2 separate regions of the Callithrix jacchus genome follow, and region 2 is linked to region 1. Evidence: chromatin contacts called from public Hi-C data. All regions are on one chromosome and are shown on one strand. Each heading gives the region's core, a stretch centred on a gene start, on an enhancer-like site or on the middle of the called end of the contact. The rest is flanking DNA. Distances are from core to core; before and after follow the strand shown.

Region 1 (5,210 bases), core at 1,939-4,438:
AACAGTCACCAAACCCTGGGGAGTTCTTCCAGACATCAGCAATCCAGCCCATCACATCAGGATCCAACCCCAAGGCACCAGAGGCCTTTGGGGATTAAACCCCACTCCAGTCCACAAAAGACTGCACAGACCCTTTTCTTTCTATAAATTGTGTTGTTTTCTCTGGTTTTGTTTCAATGCAGCAAATACCAGGAAGGAATATTTTAACTTGGGTTGGGCAGGAAGGTGGTAAAATGAAAACGGTAAAACCCTCCCAGGGCACTGACAAGACAAGCACTTGAAGCCTAGGCTATTTTTATATTGGTTTGACCAATTTACCGGTGTTACATGCATCTTCTGCTTCCTTTTCTTCTCATGGACGCTTATTCTGCCTGGCATTCAAGAGGCAAAAATCCACTGTGCTGTCCTAGTTTAAGAACCTAAGGTCCACGCATGAGCAAGAGCAGCCACTGACAGCCAAGGTTCCCTTTTTAGCCAAGAAAACACACACACAAAAATGGGTAACTGCAAGACGAAATGATGCATCGTGACACATAGATTCAAACAAAGCACTAGAGCCCCAGCAACACATGTACGGGTTAAAAGAAAGATTGCATATTCTAGTATTTCAAGTATTACAGTCTTTTCTAATTCTTTTGGCAGTTTAGCACCTTCAAGTTCATTTTGTCCTACATTCTATGTCCTGCTTGCTGACCTTGTTCTGTGCTGCTGTGTGGTGGCCTTGGCTGCTACTGGGGCTCCTGGGCCTGAACAGCCAGAGCACCATATTGTATTTCCTTACAGCTGGCGTATATCGGATACCTGATGCTTTTCAACTATATCGTGTTAGTGAAGATGGAACGCTGGCCGTCCACCCAGGAATGGATCGTCATCTCCTATATTTTCACCCTGGGAATAGAAAAGATGAGAGAGGTAATGGCTTTTATAAAAGAAAACATAAGAGAAGGACAGTGGTTAAAAGTTCTATCTGTGGACAGAGGGGCAGGAAGATGCCTGAGATGCACATTAAGCTGGAAGCTGTTTTCTCTAAAGCTACCACAGCTGCTGATTTGCTCCTCTGACCAACCTGGGGAGGCTTCACAGTGTGGTCGTGATATGGGTGTCACGCCGAGTGCTTAGGATTTAGTCTGTTCTCTGCTAACATAGCTTTTGTCCAAGAAGGCCTCCAATTGTTTTTGATGCTGTTTACACCTATCTTTACTTATCCCTAAATACATGACTTTCTAGATGTTGCCACTTTTAACTTCCCTTTTAACCCCTTACTCTGGGTGTCTTTGGACACAGCCTGTGCATACCTGTGAGTCTCCAGATGTGTTTCAGCTGCTCTAGGAGGAACTCTGCTTTCACTCATTCATTTGCCTTATTCTCTGGTTTTTTTTCTTCTCAATGTTCCGCTCGCAACTTATGGGCACCAGACACTCCACCAGCCGTAGGGACCACCAAGATGAACTAAACGCAGGTCCTTCAAGTTGTGGGCGAGGGGTCCCTCTTTTCTCCCCCCATTCCTATGGCCTAATAGGAGCCTTCAAAATGCCACCTCTAAATGGTTTATTTGAAATCAGAGGTAACCCGGGGCCCATCAGATTCAGAGCTGCTAAAAAGAATGTGATCAGGCGAAAGTCCACAAGAGGGCTCTGCAGCCCTGCTCAATGTTCACCACGAGCGTCTGTTCCACCAGGTACAACCCTTAGGGAAGGCAGGCTTAGGAGGCAGTGCCGATTTCTCTGCGTTTTTCCTGAAATGACAGTAGGCAAGATAGGCCCTTTCTGGAGGAAATGCTCCCAGTCAAGTCCACTGCGTCTTTAAGAGCTCGGGAACAACTCTAATTGCTGTACGACAGTGAGTGGGAGAACATATTGGGTACCATAGGAAAAAAGGACTCCTACAAATCCACACCTTCACTCTTGCCTTCAATTCAAAGACAGGTTAAAAGGCAAGGTTTCAGCTCTAGAATGTTCTCTTCCAGAGAAAGTTAGATGCAGTTGTATGGAAGTCATAAAAAATGTTTTATGTCTATTTTAAGCCCTTCTCTTGGGTTTGTAAACTATTTGGGGGATATTTTAACTCCAACTAGCATCTCCCCATCCTGAGAACTTAGGAGTGGGTATGCCAGTCCCATTTGACAAGAGCCTGGATCTTTTTTTTTTTCTTTTTTCAAAAAAAAAAATGGAATGCCTTGCCTTGTTCCAGCTAGTTGTCTATACTTCGGTCTTCCCATTCATGGTGCCTTTTCTTCTTGACCAATGTTGTGGATTTCCCATTTGCAAACTGAAAAACACTAATAAATTTGCTTTGGTCTTTGTGCAGCTCTCTGAGAACTGAGGCCCGCTCCTGCTGAGGCCCTGTGGCTGTGTTGTGCCAGCTGGTGCCTGCGCTATTTAACGCCTAGATGCATATTCCTTCCCCAGGATAAGCAGAAAAGGGAAGGACTCGAGCAGGGAGATTGGAGTCTCTCCAGGGACCAGACTGGGAGAAGACAGGGAGCAGTCTGTACTCCACGGACTGTTCTGGCAGAGGCTGCCAAACAGGCAGGCTGCCAGGAGCCTCCAGGCCTGGATATCCATTTCCCCTAAGGAGGCATAGAATAGCAGGGAGGGCAGGGCTTTGGAGGCCGGGGTCAGGAAGGGGTCAACCAAAGAGTCCTCGCTTCCTGTGGGGAGTGAGGCGGTGACCACTTCAGAGTCTGACCTTTTCCTTTGCGGCCCAGTGAGGTAGTGCCCCACCCCCCATGTCCCGTCCTCAACTCACTCAAGAGGTGCTTGATGACCAATGGGTGAGGACCCCACAAACCACGGCCTTCCTGCCTCCTCACAGTCAGCACGCAGGACCTCCAGGGCTCAGACGCAAGTCCTGGGAACATGGAAAAGTTTGCATGCTTTGGTGCCTTCCCAGGGATACACAAGGAAAGCTTTGTGGTTTCCCATGATGTCCCCATTCCCAGCCCCACATACTTCTGCCTGGAGTCACCAAAGCCAGCCCTGGTAATCCCTTAATAGCATGGCACTGTTTACAGCGTGCGTGGGTAGACATTATCTCATCTGGATCCTCCTCCCCACAACTCTGTGAGGTCGATAGCATGACTATGAGAACATCCCACTGTACAGGTCTGGGAACTGAGACTCGGGAATTAAGAAATTTCCCCGTATTCCACAGCTAGAAAGGACGACTGAGCATGAAACCTGACAGATCCATCCCTAAACTCACTGTTCCTTCTCCTCCCCCATGATACTCCTCAGGCTTTCAGGGTTTGAAGACAGGTGCCTGAGGGCCGGTTTGAGAGGTAGAGGAGGCAGGGGGGACTCTATCCACCTCTGCTTCACCCCAGACTGCTCTGCTCTCTTTTTTTAATGTTGGGACTTTACAAAAAAAGAAAAAAGCTTCACTTTTTAAAAATTATATTACAAACCTCTGTGTTTAGCAGTTTTAGGAAAGTGTGCGCAAAGGGTTGAAAAGCTCAAGGCGTTGCCCATCAACCCCCTCTTCCCAGCTACATACACGGATTTTTGCTCTGTTAAGATGCAGCCAGGGAGTGAGAGGACAGCAGCAGCTGCAGAGATTGCTGATGAGTACAGACAGTGGTTCTCAAACTGTGGCCACCAGCAGGAGCTGGGAACTTGTTAGAAACGTCAATTCTCCACCCCACCCCCGGATTACAGAAGCAGAAACTTTTACCTAGCCCTCCAAGTGATTCCGATTTGCACTAAATTTTAGATCCCCTGGACTAGAGCTTAGGGCGGGACACCGCCTATAAAAAATAGGATTAGCAGGTAGGTCCTGATACCCTGCTCAGCTTCCAAGCCCCAGCCCTGACTTCCTAAAACCTGTCTTCCTTACTATTTCAGATTAAGGCAAACCATCATAGTGGACATGAGGATTCACACAAATAGCTGGAGATAGACCTGCCTCCAGTCTTTTCTCTCCTCTCCTTTGAGAGGTTCTCAGGTGGGGAAAGGGGTTGGTCATGGTTTGAAGTGATGGAATCCTCAGAGGTAAACACGAGCCCTTGAGGAAGGTGACCCTGGTGCACAGCTTCACTAAGTGGGGTTCCCTGGCTTCTCATGTCCTGGGCAGTCTGTGGTGCAGGATGGGTGCAACGCCTGCTGTCCAGCTGTGCATTTCATAGACCCATGTGTGGTAGCCCCTCTAGGTTTAAGTTAAGGCAAGAGTCCCATGAAGGAGTTAGGATATGCAATGGACTGGAAAATTGCTGTTAGTGCCTGCGTGATAGTCAGTCTATTGACAAATATGTAACAGACCTGGGGTACAAAGGGTCTGCCCTCAGAGTTTCAGTCTAGGAAAGATGGATGAATAGATGATTCATAGATGATAGGTAGGTAGACAGACACACATACTCATACACACATACATATACAAGCATACAGAAGGTGATTTCATATAGTGATGAAAACTTCAAAAAATTAAATAGGGTACTGGAAAGTGACTTGGGGACATGAAGGCTGCTGCAGCTAACGTAGTCAAGAAAGGCCTTCCTAAAAGGGGACATTTGATTGGAGACCTTGAGGATGAAGAGTAGCCAAATAGAGATCTGGGAGAAGAAAGTGCTGAACAGAAGGAATAAGTACAAGCATTCTGAATATCTAATAAACTTTGTTATGCTTAAGAGCTGGCCAGTATGGCTACAGGGTAGAGAATAAGGGAGAATATGATGGGATGTGAAATGAGGCCACCATAAGGAGTTTGGATTTTTCGCTATTTGTAAGGAAGTCATTAGAAAGCTTAGGTATACTATTGAAATAATTTTCTTTGGTTTCTGTTGTTCATTTGTCTCATAAGTTTCTCAATTGAGGTATAATTTATAACTAAGTTAACACAACTCATAACGGTACAGCTTGAGGAGTTTTTACCTATGCTTAAAACCTGGTAATCACCAGCCAAATCTTTAAAGATCCAGGTTTTGAAGATCATTCCTTGTGCTGCTCAGAGAAGGGGTTGAGGGTAAGTGGGCAATGACGATGGCAAGGATACCAGTTAGAGGGCTGCTGCAATCTGCAAGATATGTCGGGCATTAGAATAGGGCAGCAGCAGTGGAGGTGGTGAGTGGTTGGCTAGGTTGCGTTTAGAAACAGAGGTGATAGGACTTGGTGCAGAGGATGTGGGATGTGAAAGAGAAAAATGGAGGAGTCCTCCCAAGTGAGCAGCCTGAGGAACTCAGTATGTTGTCACTGTTTACAGAGATGAGGGAAGACTTC
Region 2 (5,429 bases), core at 695-3,194, 270 kb after region 1:
GCGTTCACTCTTTCGTGCTAGTTACCGAGTGCTTACTCTGTGCTCAGCATTTTTCTAGGTCCTGGGATGGAAGCAATCAATACAACAAAGTCTCTGCCTTCAGAGAACTTATATTTTAATGGAGAAGACAAAATATATAATGGTAAACAGTGACAAAGGCTATGAAGAAAGAACATTTATAAGACAGCAGAGTGGCACAGGAGTGTGACTTCAGATGGGGTAGGCAGGGTTAATAAGTAGGAACCTTGAAGGCTGTGATGACTGGATTTTTACGAGTGTGATGGAAAAGCTACCAGGTCCTTGCTTTGAATACCTTGTCAGTAGGCCCATAGGATAATTACTTATTTCTTGGGTCTTGTGGCAGACTCCTGACTGTCCTCCAATATTCACCCTCCCCTTCCTGAGTAACAGGGTGGCTGGAGTTTGTGTATGCACATAGCCATACACCTAAGATGACATACTCAATTCTCTTGCAGCTAGCTCAGACCATGTAGCTATGTCCTGGAGAAGAGCAAAAGTAATGTGTACCTCTTGTAGATCATGCTCTTAAAAGAAGTGGTCACGGTCTCCCCTTGTCCCTGTCTTTTTTTGTCCCTCTTTTTTTTTTTTTTTTGAGCCAGGGTCTTGCCATGTTGCTCAGTCTGATCTTGAACTCCTGGCCTCGTAATCCTCCCGCCTGTCTCTGGAGTAGCTGGGATTACAGGCATGAGCTACAGTGCTGGCTGTTTATTCCTTAGATGGTTTGGATACAGATATGCTGGCAAGAACTAAAGCAGCCATCTTGGGCTATGAGAGGGAATCCACACGTTCCTGAGGAGAGCAGAACAACCAACAGAGAAGTTGAGAGAGGAGTCAGCCTATCAGCTCCAGCATGCTTATTTATGCTCTGTTAACAAAAAGCTTCTATCTTGTATATATTATATTTTGGGCTTTGTTACAGAAGAAGAAATCTGTACCTAATTTGGAGGCATATTGGAGAAGCAGTATCTTATCCACAAGGAAGTTAATTACGTAAGTATGGACTACTTATGGTATAACTCCAACAACTCAAAAAGCTAAGGTAGTTTCATAGCAAGGCATGATGGTATTTTCTTAGAAAAAAAAAAAACAAAACAAAACAAAAACGTTGGACCCAGTTATTCAGTCTCACCTCTGCCATTTACCAACAGTAAGAACTTGAGGCTGGGCATGGTGGCTCAGGCCTGTAATCCCAGCAATCTGGGAGACCGAAGCAGGCACATCACCTGAGGTCGGGAGTTCGAGACCAGCCTGGCCAACATGGTGAAATTCCATCTCTATTAAAAATACAAAAACTAGCGGGGCATGGTGGTGGGCGCCTGTAATCCCAGCTACTCAAGAGGCTGAGGTAGGAGAATTGCTTGAACCTGGGAGGAGGTTGCAGTGAGCTGAGATCAGGCCATTGCCCTCCAGTCTTTGCAACAAGAGCAAAACTCCGCCTCAAAGGAGAAAAAAAAACAGGAAAACAAAACAAAAAGGCAAACCAACAAAAATTTATCAATAACTTCTTTCCATGATTTCTGACTGAAAAGAAGGGGACAGGCTAAACCACTGAGGAGGTCCCTCCTAAATCTAACAACTAATTTCTGATGGTACAGGATTTCACATTGTCAGAGATCACTGGAACTAAATTAAAAATCTAGGCAGGGCACGGTGGCTCAGACCTGTAATCCAGCACTTTGGGAGGTCAAGGCAGGATTGTTTGGGGCTGGTTTGACACAACCTGGGCAACATACCAAGACCCCACCTCTTTTTAAAAAGAAATTCTAAATAATATGAAAGGAATGTAAAATTTACCATTCTGTAACATTCATTGGGAAGCCTGTCCCAAATCTTTCCTTCACCGGAATTCTTTTAACATACTCCTTACTGAAAATTTGGCAGGAATGGTCAAGTGGCCCTCTTGGCACCCTGTCCCCTCAACCTTCACTCTAAACACATGGTCCTGAATGCCAACAGTGTGTTAACATGCTCCTAAGAGGCAAAAGGAAACGGAATTTTACTAACAAAAGCATGGTCAGACAAGTAAGGTACTATTCGTGGAAGGACAACATATTTCAGGTCTTTCTGACCTACCTAAAAATAACTAACCTATGTTGCAGCCTCTCTGATAAACGCAGGGTCAGAGCTGTTTTTAGGTTGCCCTCAGCTTCACCGAGTCCTCTTAGCGCAGCTTAGAATGAAGCTAACCAGAGGAGTCCTGCTCTCTCTCTCTTTCGGATTATACAAAGCTGGCTTTTTGGAAAATATCTAACTCTTCCAGCCTATCACCAGGAAATTATTTTACAGCAATAAACAAAGTTATAATTCAACATTAAAAAATAAAGTCTCCTATACCTAACCTTTTTGGTGGAAATAAAAAGCCTGAATTGTCAACACAGTCAAATCTCTCAAATGTGTAAACTCTATTAATTACAAATTTTCAAAAGTATATATCAATATAAAATAATGAGATGGAATATCTTTAGTGAAGCTCTAACATATTTAAACTTAACAAGGTAACAAGATCTATAAAAATATCTGTACTGCTCAGTGCTCAAAGTCTGTACGTATTTGCGTCCTATGAACTGACACAATTTATCAAGACTACAAAACAGTTAATCTCTACATTCACTTTATTTAGAATGATCAGACTTGAATGTATAAAACTCAAGGTACATTTTTCAAGATTTAAAATACAAGGCATGTAAGCATTAATAATGTGCTCACTATCACACTATGTGCCCACAGAGGCCCCGATCCTATTGTCTCCTCTCAACCACCCTGTGAATTAGGTATGATCCTCATTTCAATGAGACTATCAAGCAACTTTTAAGTGAAAAAGATGGGCTGATTAAAAAATAAATTTTAAAAAATTATTTAATATAGTAGCTTAACAAGAGTAGTAAGTCAAAATTGGCTACTGGGCATGCTGTTAGCAAACTTAGTGTTTAAACCCAAAAACAATTAACCTATGTAGCAACCTCTCTGATGAATACTTGGCCTTGTAACTTGGCTTCTTTAACTAGTGTAGGCCCTTTTTCTCCATAAGTGTTTATTGCTTCTATTAGACTGTGATTTCATTGCAGGCAGACCAGGGACTAAATTTTCTAACCTTTTGAACTAGACTGCTGAACACTATTTTGTAAATGGTAGGTACTCAACAGACTTATTTTTTTAGTAAATCTGAAAACCAAAATGACACTTAAAGGTTCAGAGTATAAAAAAAAGTTCTCACTTAAAATAACATACACCAAAAGAATATGAAAATATTGATTTATTACCAACAAAACAATTTCCCACAGTTTTTTTCAATTACATACACACACGCACACACAACAGCAGAATGAAATTACATTTTTCACATCTAAAGGTTTATGCCCCAAAGAAAACAAGCGTGTGTCCAAAAGACAATTAGAAAACAGTAAGAAATCTTTCCTTTTACTTTGAGTATGAAAATCCTTTTAACAGAGACTCTTCCCAGGCAAAACAATGACAATTTGGCATCCAAAATGCTTGTCACCTTAAGGTTTTAAATATCATTGTATTCACCAAATCGAGTTTTTACTAGAAGTTTTTACAATTTTTATGTAATTAAAAATCAACTTTAGCAGAAAATAAAGTTTTAAGTGGCTGAGACTATGTGCTACATAATTTATTCTTCACAGCTCAAAATTCAACATAAAACCAATATTAATTTTGTCCAGTAGAGAAATTAAATGTTTACAAACAAAATATGGAATAATTGCTGGCCTATGCAAACTGAAATGTAATTGACCATTTGATTTTCAAACATGCTTACTCTTCACACTTCTTTTTCACATTGATGCTCATTTTGCAGAAATAAGATGACTGGTAGTAATTAAGACAATAAACTACACCAAGCACATTTTAGTAAAAGTATTTTCGTGGAAAACAAAGTAATTAACAAAAGCATTTGGTAATATCCATTTACTAATATGTTACCAAGTTCTTCAATGTTTACATGACTTGCTCAAATTAGTAAAAATGTCATTTTATCCTAGGTTATATTCTTTCTGTGGCAAAAAGAAAAAGTAAAAAAAAAAATATTTAAAAAAATTTTCGTACTTCATGCATTGGAGTTAGTTTAAGATGGGAAGGCTCTTAACATTTTATAAAGAAGACAATACCTTTTTAAAAAAAAAATGTCTAAATGAGAGGACATAAACTTATGGTTCATTATTTTTTGACCTAATAAGACTATAAACTAAAATGGCTACTTAACAATGTGCAAAACTCAAAGTGAATGCAATTCTTCAATTTATTCAGGCAAGCAAGCCAAAAAAAAATTGTCATTACTGGCACAGTCCAATCCACTGTTCAAAGACATGACCTTGGACTGTCCATTTTCTTACAAAATTTATTTTTTAAAAGAAGAGAATTTGTTTGGCTCTATTAATTAGCATAACTTAGAGATAAACAAATGATTTTCCCATTTAATTCTTTTGCACTGAAAGAAAACAGTTTAAACTAGATTTTCTAAGATAATGGGTGTATCAACAATGTAAGAAAGGCCCTATAGGCTTAAGTTCTAAAAACATTTATGATTTTAAAGAAATCAATGCTTTTACCTCACTCTTTACATAACACTAAGAAATTTCAAATATAAATTGTAGAAACCAGTATATGAAATCTTAAGAAAAATCTTACTAAAAATAATTATAAAAATGCTTTTAGAAATTTAAGATGTAAAATACAATTGACTTTAAATAAAATAAAAAAAAAAACCCTGCCCCCACACTTTACAAAGTTATTCTTTAAAAACTCTTGTCACCTGATTTTATTCTCTGTCAATCTTTTGGTTGCATTTTGCATCATCTAGTGGCCACCTTGTAGCATTTCAAAGTAGTCTTGCTACCATTCTTGAAACCCAGTGCTTCTTTCCCTTTGAAATACCAATACAATTATAGCATCAAGTTTCATAAAAGTTTCTTTTAAAGGCCCATAAAACTCCATTTCCTACTGGAGATAAGGTAATCTTTTTAATAGGAAGAAATGAATAGATCTGTCATAAATTATTACTATACATTAGACATTTTCATATCAATTTTTAAAAATTAAATATAACACTGGGAGAAACTAGAGCTTAGGCTCTAGAGTCATCTTTAGGCTCTAAAAGTAATTAAAGTTACTCTGCAATTAAAGCTCAGGGATACCATATAAGTAAACTTCTTGTGATTGATTAAACCCTCTTCCACTGTACCCTTGATTCGTAATAAGTACCTTTTAACATGAGAACTCTATGACTCATGGTCAGAGTTGCTAAGGACCCAAGTTCAACCAAGATTGAAGAAGACTTAACTTTTACAACCAGATGATGTTTTAGAAAGGTCATTATGGTTTCCATTATCAACGTATTTGTATTTAAAAGCAGGTTTCCGGCTGGGCGTGGTGGCTCACGCCTATAATCC

The links. Hi-C and Micro-C count contacts between places; a contact is called where the count stands out from the background.
Region 2: a Hi-C map of skeletal muscle shows a contact between it and region 1, with 5 times the contacts expected there. The contact joins two enhancer-like sites. A contact is called at or near these places in 2 of 3 Hi-C or Micro-C datasets (both in skeletal muscle).

What each region holds. Positions count from the first base shown.
Region 1 is chr1:94,261,778-94,266,987 of calJac240_pri, forward strand. It overlaps TRPM3 (transient receptor potential cation channel subfamily M member 3), which reads left to right. Exons shown (of 26, transcript XM_035264315.3): 19 at 784-912. LOC144581785 (a long non-coding RNA gene) reads right to left here. Exons shown (of 3, transcript XR_013533018.1): 3 at 1-888. Among named protein-coding and RNA genes, the nearest start is that of KLF9, 200 kb to the right of the region's middle. Within about 2 kb of position 3,189, at least 6 of the 16 cell types and tissues checked have an H3K27ac peak or open chromatin away from gene starts, as enhancers often do. A contact at or near this core is called in skeletal muscle, where this site is marked.
Region 2 is chr1:94,530,232-94,535,660 of calJac240_pri, forward strand. The region is part of intron 24 of SMC5 (structural maintenance of chromosomes 5); the gene reads right to left. Among named protein-coding and RNA genes, the nearest start is that of KLF9, 72 kb to the left of the region's middle. Within about 2 kb of position 1,945, at least 3 of the 16 cell types and tissues checked have an H3K27ac peak or open chromatin away from gene starts, as enhancers often do. A contact at or near this core is called in skeletal muscle, where this site is marked.